Regions from separate parts of the Gossypium hirsutum genome. Here region 1 is linked to region 2. The links are chromatin contacts, called in public Hi-C maps. All regions are on one chromosome and are shown on one strand. The core of a region is the stretch at or near the end of the contact, and the rest is flanking DNA. Distances in the headings are between cores, read along the strand shown.

Evidence for each region. A called contact is a pair of places that touch in the nucleus more often than the background predicts.
Region 1: a contact with region 2 is called in a Hi-C map of leaf, with 2.5 times the contacts expected there. The contact joins the promoter of LOC107929435 here to the promoter of LOC107929449 in region 2. A contact is called at or near these places in 5 of 34 Hi-C or Micro-C datasets (anther and leaf).

What each region holds. Positions count from the first base shown.
Region 1 is chrA08:110,922,369-110,927,833 of Gossypium_hirsutum_v2.1, reverse strand. It overlaps LOC107929435 (myb family transcription factor PHL11), which reads left to right and starts at 1,554. Exons shown (of 6, transcript XM_016860853.2): 1 at 1,554-2,055; 2 at 2,391-2,467; 3 at 2,561-2,624; 4 at 2,719-2,794; 5 at 3,260-3,329; 6 at 3,413-3,962. The coding sequence starts at 1,908. The coding sequence ends at 3,817. LOC107929417 (P-loop guanosine triphosphatase YjiA) reads left to right here. Exons shown (of 10, transcript XM_016860834.2): 10 at 1-237. The coding sequence ends at 46.
Region 2 is chrA08:110,704,678-110,709,832 of Gossypium_hirsutum_v2.1, reverse strand. LOC107929449 (protein LOW PSII ACCUMULATION 3, chloroplastic) reads left to right here and starts at 1,348. Exons shown (of 9, transcript XM_016860877.2): 1 at 1,348-1,582; 2 at 1,813-2,007; 3 at 2,164-2,211; 4 at 2,311-2,350; 5 at 2,431-2,531; 6 at 2,648-2,837; 7 at 2,918-3,016; 8 at 3,109-3,226; 9 at 3,322-3,712. The coding sequence starts at 1,532. The coding sequence ends at 3,442. It also overlaps the pseudogene LOC107929450.

The DNA.
Region 1 (5,465 bases), core at 305-2,804, 220 kb before region 2:
GGATGAAACTGCACTTAGAAAAGGTTTCAAAGGTTGTCTAATTTGATATATAAACCAAAAATTGGGGGACAAAATCAACTACAAACCCTGCTTGGTCCCCTAGTATTAGTTTTGTTTCGTTAAAAATTGTAATTAATTAATCTCCTTTTTCTACCTTTAAGGATGCATCGCTCTTACAAAAACACGGAATCAATAAGCTTTTTAATTGGAGAGTTTGTTGATTTCGTCTTTGTAAAACTTCTGATTTTCTTTATTTTCCAAGTGCAGAATCTATAAAATAAGATTGAATTTTTCGAAATTAAAATTAAACATAAATTCTATTTCAATATGCGGTGGGAATATAAGAAAATTTGATATAATATTTGAATTTTGTTAGGTAAATAAAATTTTAATTTTAATTTAATTGTATATATATTTATTTATTTTATTTTTACTTAATTGTATTACTTAAAAAATTATTTCATTTTATTTAATTATTTTTAAGGTAAATTATCTAATTCGTCAAAACTTTTTAGGTGCTTTTATTTTGATCATTCAAATTAAAGTAAGTGTAACTTTGTCAGAAAATTTTATTTTAGAGATACAAATTCTAAGGAGGAGAGTTGATGGAAGCAGAATGGCGCGGTGGCTGGAAGCAGGGAGCAAAGGAAGAAGAAGAATGGTGGAGGCAGGGGTGGCATGGAGGGAAAGAAGATGATGAACAGTTGTGAGGGTAAAAAAAAAAAAGAGGAAAAAAATGCTGTCCACAGTCGGCTATAATTAGGGATTTAAGTTACGAGGGACTAAAATGAAAAATTTCTCTCACGATGGTGATTAAATTACAAATATTTTTATTTAGATTGATGCTCAAAAAATTGAATAATTAACTAAATAATTTATTTTCAGTTTATATAATTATTTGTATAAATAATAAGATAAATTATTGGAACTTGTAAGGTTATAATTTCTACCTCATTTATTACAAATTTTGAGAAATAAAAGCTAATAAAATTTGAACTTGTGTGTTTGTTTAATGATTAAGATATTTATTATTTGATGTATGGTTTAAGTTTGGATTTCGCTAATTGTATCACTGTTAAACTTGGTTTTAAGTATTCTACCAAAAAAAACTCGGTTTTAAGTATTAATGTTTAAATTTTATGATACACAATAAGTTTCCATATTTTCTGCAAGTAATTATATTCTACTTAAATATTTTTTTTTAAGAGAAAAACCGACAATTTTATTATTTTAATTCTGTAGATAGAATTAAGAAAGGATGGAAAAGAAAAAGTAAAAAAAAAAAAAGGAAACGGCCAAAAGGGGATAGATTCATTGGACAGCTTATTTCACGGGCTGAAGCGAATATTCTACAGTCATCTCCAGCTCCCCGTTCCTTACGAAAATCTCAACACGTGTCCCATCCTGCCGGGCCCACTCATCTGGGGCCGGCCACCTTAAATGGCACTTACTTCCTCCCCTCGTGGGTCCCTTTCCCCGAGTATTCCATGCTGGCCCTTACGTGTCATCCCTTTAGTTCTCTCAAATCACCGTTAGATCATCATCGTATCAAAAAATCTAAAAGGTTGGACCCCTGATGCAGGATGAGGACGTACACTGGAGCAGTATAAAATTATGGGGTTGTGTTTTGTTTGGTGTTGATTGCAATCATGTTTGTTTGCTTTAAGATTCGTCGCCGAGCTTTCCTCTGCATGTTCTTCCTTTAAATATATATACAAAAAAAAAAATCACCGCCCACTTCTCATTTAATAAAATATTTCATATATGAAGTTAAAACAGCAAAAAGAGGTTGACATTTTTTGGTGTTCATGTTCTTATAATTCTATCCAATTCTGTTTGACATTTTTTTGGATTTAAGGAGGAACCGGTTATTATTCAGTTTAAAGTTAGAATTGAAGGGTGTTAAGATGGAGAGATTAAGCTATGGAGGGAATGGGAACTATGGTTACGAAAATGGGGTGGTGATGACCAGAGACCCCAAACCCAGGCTGAGATGGACGGCTGATCTTCACGACCGATTCGTCGACGCCGTAACTAAACTCGGTGGTCCTAACAGTTAGTCTTTCTCTCCTGTTTCTTCTTTTCCTACTCATTTTTTTTTTACGATAAATTAATATTGAGGTTATAGCAAGAACAGGTTGTAACAATGTGATATGAATTAAATTTAATTACCAACATAATTTTAGTACATTGGTGCAGCTTTTTATGTCTGCAATTGGTTTCTGTATGCACATCGACAAGTTCAAGGCTAATTCTCTGAATTTTTTGTTTTTAAATGATTGTGGAATTGTATTAGTAATTTATGGTTTTTGTACTACATTCTTATTGTAATGCTAGAAACATATTGCAACAGTATAAGCCTAATGTCAATGAGAAAATTCTGCTTGCAGAAGCAACTCCAAAGTCTGTCCTAAGACTGATGGGGTTGAAAGGCTTGACACTATACCATTTGAAGAGCCATTTACAGGTATATATATATATAAGACATGGACATTAATGGCTTAATGCTTTTAAGGGTTCGTCTTTCAGTTTGCTTTTCATTAATTATTTTGTTCTGTAGAAATACAGATTAGGACAGCAATCCAGGAAGCAAAGTACTGCAGACCAGAACAAAGAGAATGGTCGTAAGTTTGTTGATCATTACAGTACTTATATAATTCACAATCATTTTTGCAAATATTTGATTAAAATCAATGCCATTCCTTGATCTTTATCTAGGGAGTTCGTATGTACAATTTAGCAATCATTCTTCAGGGACAGTCACCAATTCACCAAGAGCTGACGATGATAAAAGGTAAATAAAATGCAAATTATATGGGTGAAAGTATCATGGAGCTCTTATACTAGGAGTTAGATTATATTTTGCCCCCTTTACTTAAAAATTAGGCAAATTAGTCCCTATATGTTAGATTAAATACCAAATTGGTCCTTACTGTTAAAAAATTCATTGATTTCTATTGATAACAATTGGTGTAGCTAATAGAATAACTAAACAGTTACACGTGATATATCATGTGTATTTCATGCTAATGTAACAGTGGAAATGGATTAAATTTATAACAAAAGGACCAGTTTACTCTTTACTCTAACGTATAAGGATTAATTTGCCCATTTTTTTAGTAGAGGAGGTAAAATGCAATCTGACTCCTAGTATAAGGGCCTCCATGGTACTTTTACCAAATTATATCTTAGCACAATTTGCAATTTCTGTTTTGTCCATCCTAATGCAGAACTGATAAATGAATGTACAATGAAACAGACAAATCCAAATGACAGAGGTACTCAAGTCTCAGATGGAAGTACAAAAGACCTTAGAAGAGCAACTTGAGGTTAATTTATACCTTTTAAGTACATATCGATTTACATTATTAGTCGTTGCGAATTGGCTTGTAATTTCGATTTAACTTTGCAGGTACAGAAGAAATTGCAGATGAGGATAGAGGCTCAAGGAAAGTACTTGCAGGCAATATTAGAAAAAGCCCAAAAGAGCCTCTCATTTGATATCCACAGCGAAGAGAACGTAGAAGAAAAAAGAGCACAACTAACAAATTTCAACTTGCCTCTGTCCAGTCTCATGGATAGTACAAATGAAGCTGACAGGAAATCAAACATGGCACAAATGAATCACGTAATTCCCACCAAGGCCAACTTTTCTGCTAGTTTCCATGGTCATGGAGTGGGAGATAGAGAAGAAAACAAACATGTTAAGCGTAAAGTTGAGGGAGATTCCATTAATTTAGACCTAAACACCAAAGATAGCTATGAGTATGGTGCTGTAAATGGAAACCAGCTTCAATCACACTTTGTTTTTTCATAAGAGATGAAATTTCAAAAACTCATTGTAGTCTATGAATTTTATTTTAACATTTCCTTGAATTCATTTTTATCTATTGTTGTTATCTACAACTCAAACAGAGACAATACAGGGGCATCCATTTGTTGAACAAATATTTTTTAAGTCATTAAATTCTCTTTTCGTTTCACTCTTAAGTTTAGACTTTCCCCTCTGGGTTTAAACCAAAAAAGGTGTAAGGCTTTTGGACTATATATTCTCATTGACACTTAAATTTTGCTTTCGGCCAAATATGTCTATATATTTTGATACAATAAATAGAATACCCTATAATCTCTCTTTCAATCCTTGAAAAAAAGGAGAAATGCGTTTTAGCATTCTTAAATCCACGAATTTTTATATTAGTAATAATGTCGATACTAATTGAGTTAAGAGTCTATCAATCTCTAGAAAAATATTTTTAATATTCAATAAGAATATGCTAGATGCCATGTTTTTATGGGTAATTTTTAAATACATTAAGATAAAAATAATAATTCAAATATCAGAATTAAGAATATAATTGGGGCAAGAAATTATTTACTTAAATAGGGAGGGTGTTGAACCTAGATTTTAGGTAATTACTTACCCCGTCATTCAACAACATTGAAATTTCAACTATTTTTTCTTAAAGAAATTGATTGTATTCTATTTCTATTAAGGGGAAAAAACAACCCATCGTTGTCAAAGATGAGTATTAATTTCAGCACTTATTTTCTTCCTACAGTAGTTGAGAATCAATGTTTGAAACTACATCCTATTTTTTTCCTTAAAATAAAATAGGGGTATTATTAGGTTATTTATAGTCATGCATAAGTCTGGAAACAAACAGCCAAATTACCATCTATTAATTTCACCTTAATTTAATTAGATTAAGGGATAACATCTCTTTCTTAATTTTAATATTTCAATCATTGAATTTATTTATATAATTGTACTTGTCATTCTCATCAATTTTCGAACTGATTTGATATCTCTATCATATTGATCTAAAATATTTATTGAACAATTGAAAACTTGTTACATAAATTATAAAATATAACGGTTAATTCGTTAAAATGTGAATCGTATAAAAAATTAAAGAAGGATGTAAAATCACTTTAATTTTACACCAATATTAATAGATTCTTCTCTCTTAAATTAAATAAAAAATTATTGGATAAAAAATTTTAAGAGTGATATATATATATATACATATTATATTTATTGTGTAATAAAAATAAATAGATATGTGTGGTAATTAAAATTGCTTTTTTTTTCTTTAATAGAAACATGGGTTGAATTATTAAAATTTTAATATAATAGACATGATAGTTCAGCGTAGTAATTTAAGTATACTTTAATTTTAGCATGGACAATTTTTTTTAAAGGTTTTTATGAACATTTTTAATTTTAATTTTTTAATTACTTTTTAAAATTTTTATAAATTATACATAGATTATCACGAGATTAATCACATTAATTTCATTAAAATTTTAAAGTTTAATCAATTTTTTTTCAAAAAAATAATTTAACTAAAATTTTAAAATTAAAAGCCAAAATAATCTAAAAAGAAGAGATCAAAGTGACATAATGGACTAAATTTATTATTATGTCTTAAATAATTTAATAAAGAATTTTAAGGTCCTACATA
Region 2 (5,155 bases), core at 99-2,598:
AAAAGCAGATGCTTTGTAATAAAAAAAATACTCCTCCATATAAATAAAGGATTATTCAAGGAAATCACAATGTCGAAAATATTTACCTTTCAAAATTCTACAGAAAATATCATCATATTATTTTTATTATAATTATATTTAAAAATAAATTATATATTATATAATTTTTGACTCACTAATAATAATTATGGAACGTTGCCTTTTTTATTATGAGTTTTTTTATTTTTTTTATTTAATTATTTTTATATTATGATCATATCACATATTCATATTACGGATAACATTATCGACTCTAATTCACCACATCTAGATAACTGATAAATTATTAGTGAATTATATTAAAATTCCTCAATGATAAATTAATTAATTAATTTAAATATTATTAAATCTAAATGCAACTATTATCTTCTAAAATGTTATTTTGAATATTTTCGCAATGAAATGGAGGCATTAATTATTCAATTATTCAATTATTAGCGTATTTCTATTTTGGTCATTGAACTACAAAAATCTTCAATTTTGTCATTAACAATATATTTTGTTTCTCTTTTAATCACATTCCATTAAATTGTTAATGGAAATGGTGAGGTGACCCTTTTTTTTACTTAATATAATAACATATTTAGTCTTCAACATTTGCTTATTCTATTAAATTAACTTTAATTTTAAATAATTCAATAAATTTAACTAACAATTTAATTCTCAAACATTTATAAATTTAACCCTTAACCTTTAAAAAAGGGATAATGTACACCCAAAGTCACTAAACTATTAGTAAATTTACATTTTTATCACTCAACTTTAAAAAGTTACAAAATGATTACTAAACTATTAGAAAGTCTTCATTTAAGTCGTTGGGCTGTTAAAATTACTAATGTATGGTCTTTTCTGTTTGCGTCGCTTGCACCAATCGAAAACTCCCATTTCCCTTTTCTTCTACAATTTGTTTTTTTTTTCATGAAACAGTTTTGAACATCACGAATCTGCGAACCAAAACCCAAATAGTTTTCTTTTTCAATCTCTAACATTGACCATCAGATCAATTTGAATCTAAGATATGTTCTTTTACTCATCGATGGATATTGATCCATTGTACCAATCGTCGAACCTTTGCTTGGAGCTCACTAACTAGATTTAAAAAGAAAAAGAAAAAAAAGAAACTTAACAGCTTAATGACTTAATAACTTAAATAAAAACTTTCAAATAGTTCAATGACTTAAATGAAAACTTTCCAATAATCATTTTGTAATTTTTTAAAATTGAGTGACTAAAACGTTAATTAGCTAATAGTTTAATTACCTTGGGTGTAGTTTGACCTTAAAAAAACAAATTAAATAAACTTTAAACGTATTTCATTCTAAGGATAAGTGCTTGCATTAAAAGAGGATAATGCAGGAAGTAGAAAAACAATACTGAGTGGTGCACAACACGGCACATCATACAGAATGCAGTGTGGCGATGAGAAAATAAACTAGAATATTGTTCATCTAACAACGAACATAACGGTCTTTGTAGTTCGAAACCAAAAGAGATGCTGCTATCCAATCCCGGTTTTGCAGTGTCTTCAACCCCACATCGGATGGTAAACGACTCGCTTCTTCATCTCTTTTTTTATGTTTCTTCGAATATTAATGTTCAATGCCCCCACACCACTCGAATTAACTCACTACCTATGAAAAGCTGTAACACTCTCTTTGATTGGTTATTGATTTAGAGAAATATCCCATTTCTTGATGCATATAGATGAATACCTCTGAAATCATGTGGACTTTTTTGCGTAATGTTTAATTAGTTTGTACCACCAAATTGTAGGTTTTTCAGTCCAGAAGCCATTGGACTGAAGCAGAAGCCAACACAAATGCGGTTATAAAAGGGAAAATTGGTTTGCACCAAATAGTAGGTTCTTCAAGGAATCTCAAGTTTATAAGTCGTTCAGTTTCTGAGGGGGAAGCCTTGACTGAATATGATACTCCATTCCCCAATGATTACATTGACCTTCTTAAACAAGTAAGCCTTGGGTATCTTATTTTAATGCTGCATCTTACGTATATATATATATATATATATATACTAATCTGTCATGCAATTTCTAAGATAATTTCTTGCAACTATCGCTGCTGTAAAATCTTATTATTCCTTTGGACAATGTCTGTCAAATAACAGGCAAAAAGGGCAACAGAATTGGCTTTGAAGGATGGCAAACAGTTGATGGTGAGATAGATAGCACTGTGTAATAATTGAAGAGTTTAAAGGCAAATTACATGGTTCAGTCTCAATATATAGTTCGTGACATACAAATATCTATTGCAGGAGATTGAATTCCCAACAGCTGGACTTGGATCTGTACCAGGTTCTTCTCTCCCCTTCTCATGTGTCTTTTCTCTTTTATTTTTGAACTTATATATATCATAAGTTAACTACACATACAAGGTGACGGTGAAGGAGGAAATGAAATGACTGGAAGTATGCAGTTGATTCGTGAATTTTGTGACATTTTGGTAGCTCCAGAGAAAGTTACACGAACCAGAATAGTAAGTGCCAATAGCAAAGTGTATTTAATGTGAAGAGGGAGGCACCAACAACTGTAAGGCCTAAGCTTATTGCTTATATAATTCATAATAATTTATGTCTGCTGTTAAGTTTTCAGTTTTTCCCAGAGGCAAACGAAGTTAAATTTGCAAGACAAGTGTTTGAAGGAGTTTCGTTCAAATTAGACTATCTAACAAAACCATCCTTCTTCGAGGATTTCGGTTTTGGTGAGAAAGTGAAAATGGCAGACAGGGTAAAGCCAGAGGATGAACTGTTCCTTGTTGGTTATCCTTATTTTAACGTCAATGGTAGCTTATCGAACACCCTGAATTCTTTTCGATGTGTACTCCATGAAGCTTTTATGTATGGTATGCAATCCATTATGCAGAAATGATTGTGGTGGAAGAGCTTTACAAGGAAGCTGTAATGAACACCAACAGGAAAATGATTATATTCAATGGAGAACTCGACCGTATAAGATCTGGATGTATCCTTTCCTTGGCAACTCATCCATAGTTTTTCAATCATTTAGATTTCAAATGATAGCTTAAATAGTTGTCCTTGAATGAATGAGCTAAGATTATCCATCTTTTTTCTATCCTAAGCTGGCAGCACTAACCAAATCCCTCCTGCCCATGATGGAGACTGTATATTACATACATAACTTCAAGGGACGAAATGGAGGGACACTTTTCAGGTTTGTCTTCATAACCTTTTCTTTTTTCTTGCTGACTGAATTGTCTTGAGCTTTTTCACAGCTAAATGAAACAACTTGTGCTTCTCTTCAATTAGGTGCTATCCAGGTCCTTGGAGAGTGCTTAGAAGGATGGGTAATAAGTACTTTTGTGTGCACCAGCAGGAGAAAATGCCATCCCTCAAGGAAGTTGCTTTGGATATTCTCCCTGCTGCTTGAGGTTTGGGAATTTCATGCTTACCATGTGGCATGAATTACACCCTCCACCAGCTATTACCACCAGATTCCATCACTACACGTATCCCTCCAGCAAGCATAGCATGATGTAAATATGACAATGAAAATGTTCAATAAATTAATTTCTTTTGAAGAGGAAAACAGTTAAAAACTTCATTTTGGGAAATAACAGCAGCCTCATCTAGCCTCCCTACTGGCTACTGGTTATTAATAAACATCATTCGTTCAGGTAATAAATTACCCTATTCTCTCTTTCTTCTTCTGCACATATGATACTACTTCATTCCCATATGGCCATAATCTTTAAAAGAAAAGAGTTGGAAGAAGGGTAAAACTGATATTTGCTTCATATATATATTACATTAAATGATGACTAACAATCTCATCATCCTATCTTCATCATCTTCCATTTTGTTCCGAAGAAATTTTTGGATTTATTTTTTCCTTAACAAATAGCCCACCAGAGAATAAACGAGCTTCCTGACGTCAGAATTCCATTTTCCTTTCACTTACTTTGGAAAAAAGTATGACATCTTTCTGTAACTGTTAATGACAGAATGCCAAAGAGATTAATATATCAGAACAAATGATTCGTATAAAATCAGCTGTGGTCAAAATAATCATGATGGATCCACATCAAGCTTTGGAACTATGGCCGACGATAGCTCTATATGTGAAGCACGAACTGCACCAATTAGCCGTTCTGGCAGCTCATCCGTTGTGTTTGCCTAAGGGGGGAAAGAAGAGAACATGCAACTACTTTTAAACCAACATATATATAATAAATCACAAATGTGAGTTAATGCCTCATGCCTAATTTCTAGCTACAATAAGCAATGGCCCTAGACAGCCCTTTGGCATGCCATTAATAATGAATACAATGTGTACTGCAACAGTGATTGCTTCAGCTTGTGCTGGTTCCTATTAAATCTCTTTGCTTGCCAGCCAGCATATATTCCGGCAATCAATAATAAAGCAACAAATTTTCTGATAAAGATTTTTGAGACAACTGATGTTTTAGAACCATACCTGTACAAGGAAAGCCATGTCAACCACCAATGTCCTAATTACACCAGTGACAAGCCCCAAAACTCCATTAGCAACGGTAGAAGAGCCTATGTCAATATCAACCTACAGTGAGAAAGAAACGAGAAAACCCATATCAGTAACAAGCACTAACAAGTCCACTAATTATCATATTGTCGCCTATTTTTTATTTAAAAAAAAGGGAAAAAAGACATTTATTTAATGCTACATTGAAGTACTAAAAAATTCTTAAGGATGCTTACTTCTAAGTACTTGGGACCACGGATATAATTGCAATCAACTGCTTTACCCAACAAACAAGGGTGCTACCAACACTCTGCCGCACAATCCATGATCCCTGCAAGATTCGATGTGAACGTTTTGATAACAACTTTCAAAGGAGAAAAGAGAGAAATAGAATTAAGGCAATGCCTAACGCTCACATTTTTCTTCAGAAAAACTTAACCTCACTGGAGAGAATCCCACCATTTAATCCATAAACAATTCCCACGTTCACATTTATGATAGGGCAAAGGCATTAAAGCAAATAGGAATGACGCAACTTTGGACAATTTAAAAACCAAAGGTAGGTTTGGTCAACTAAAGAGAACTTTGCCCCGGCCAAAACTAAAGAACAAACAAAAACCAAAAAACTCAATTTGGCTTAAA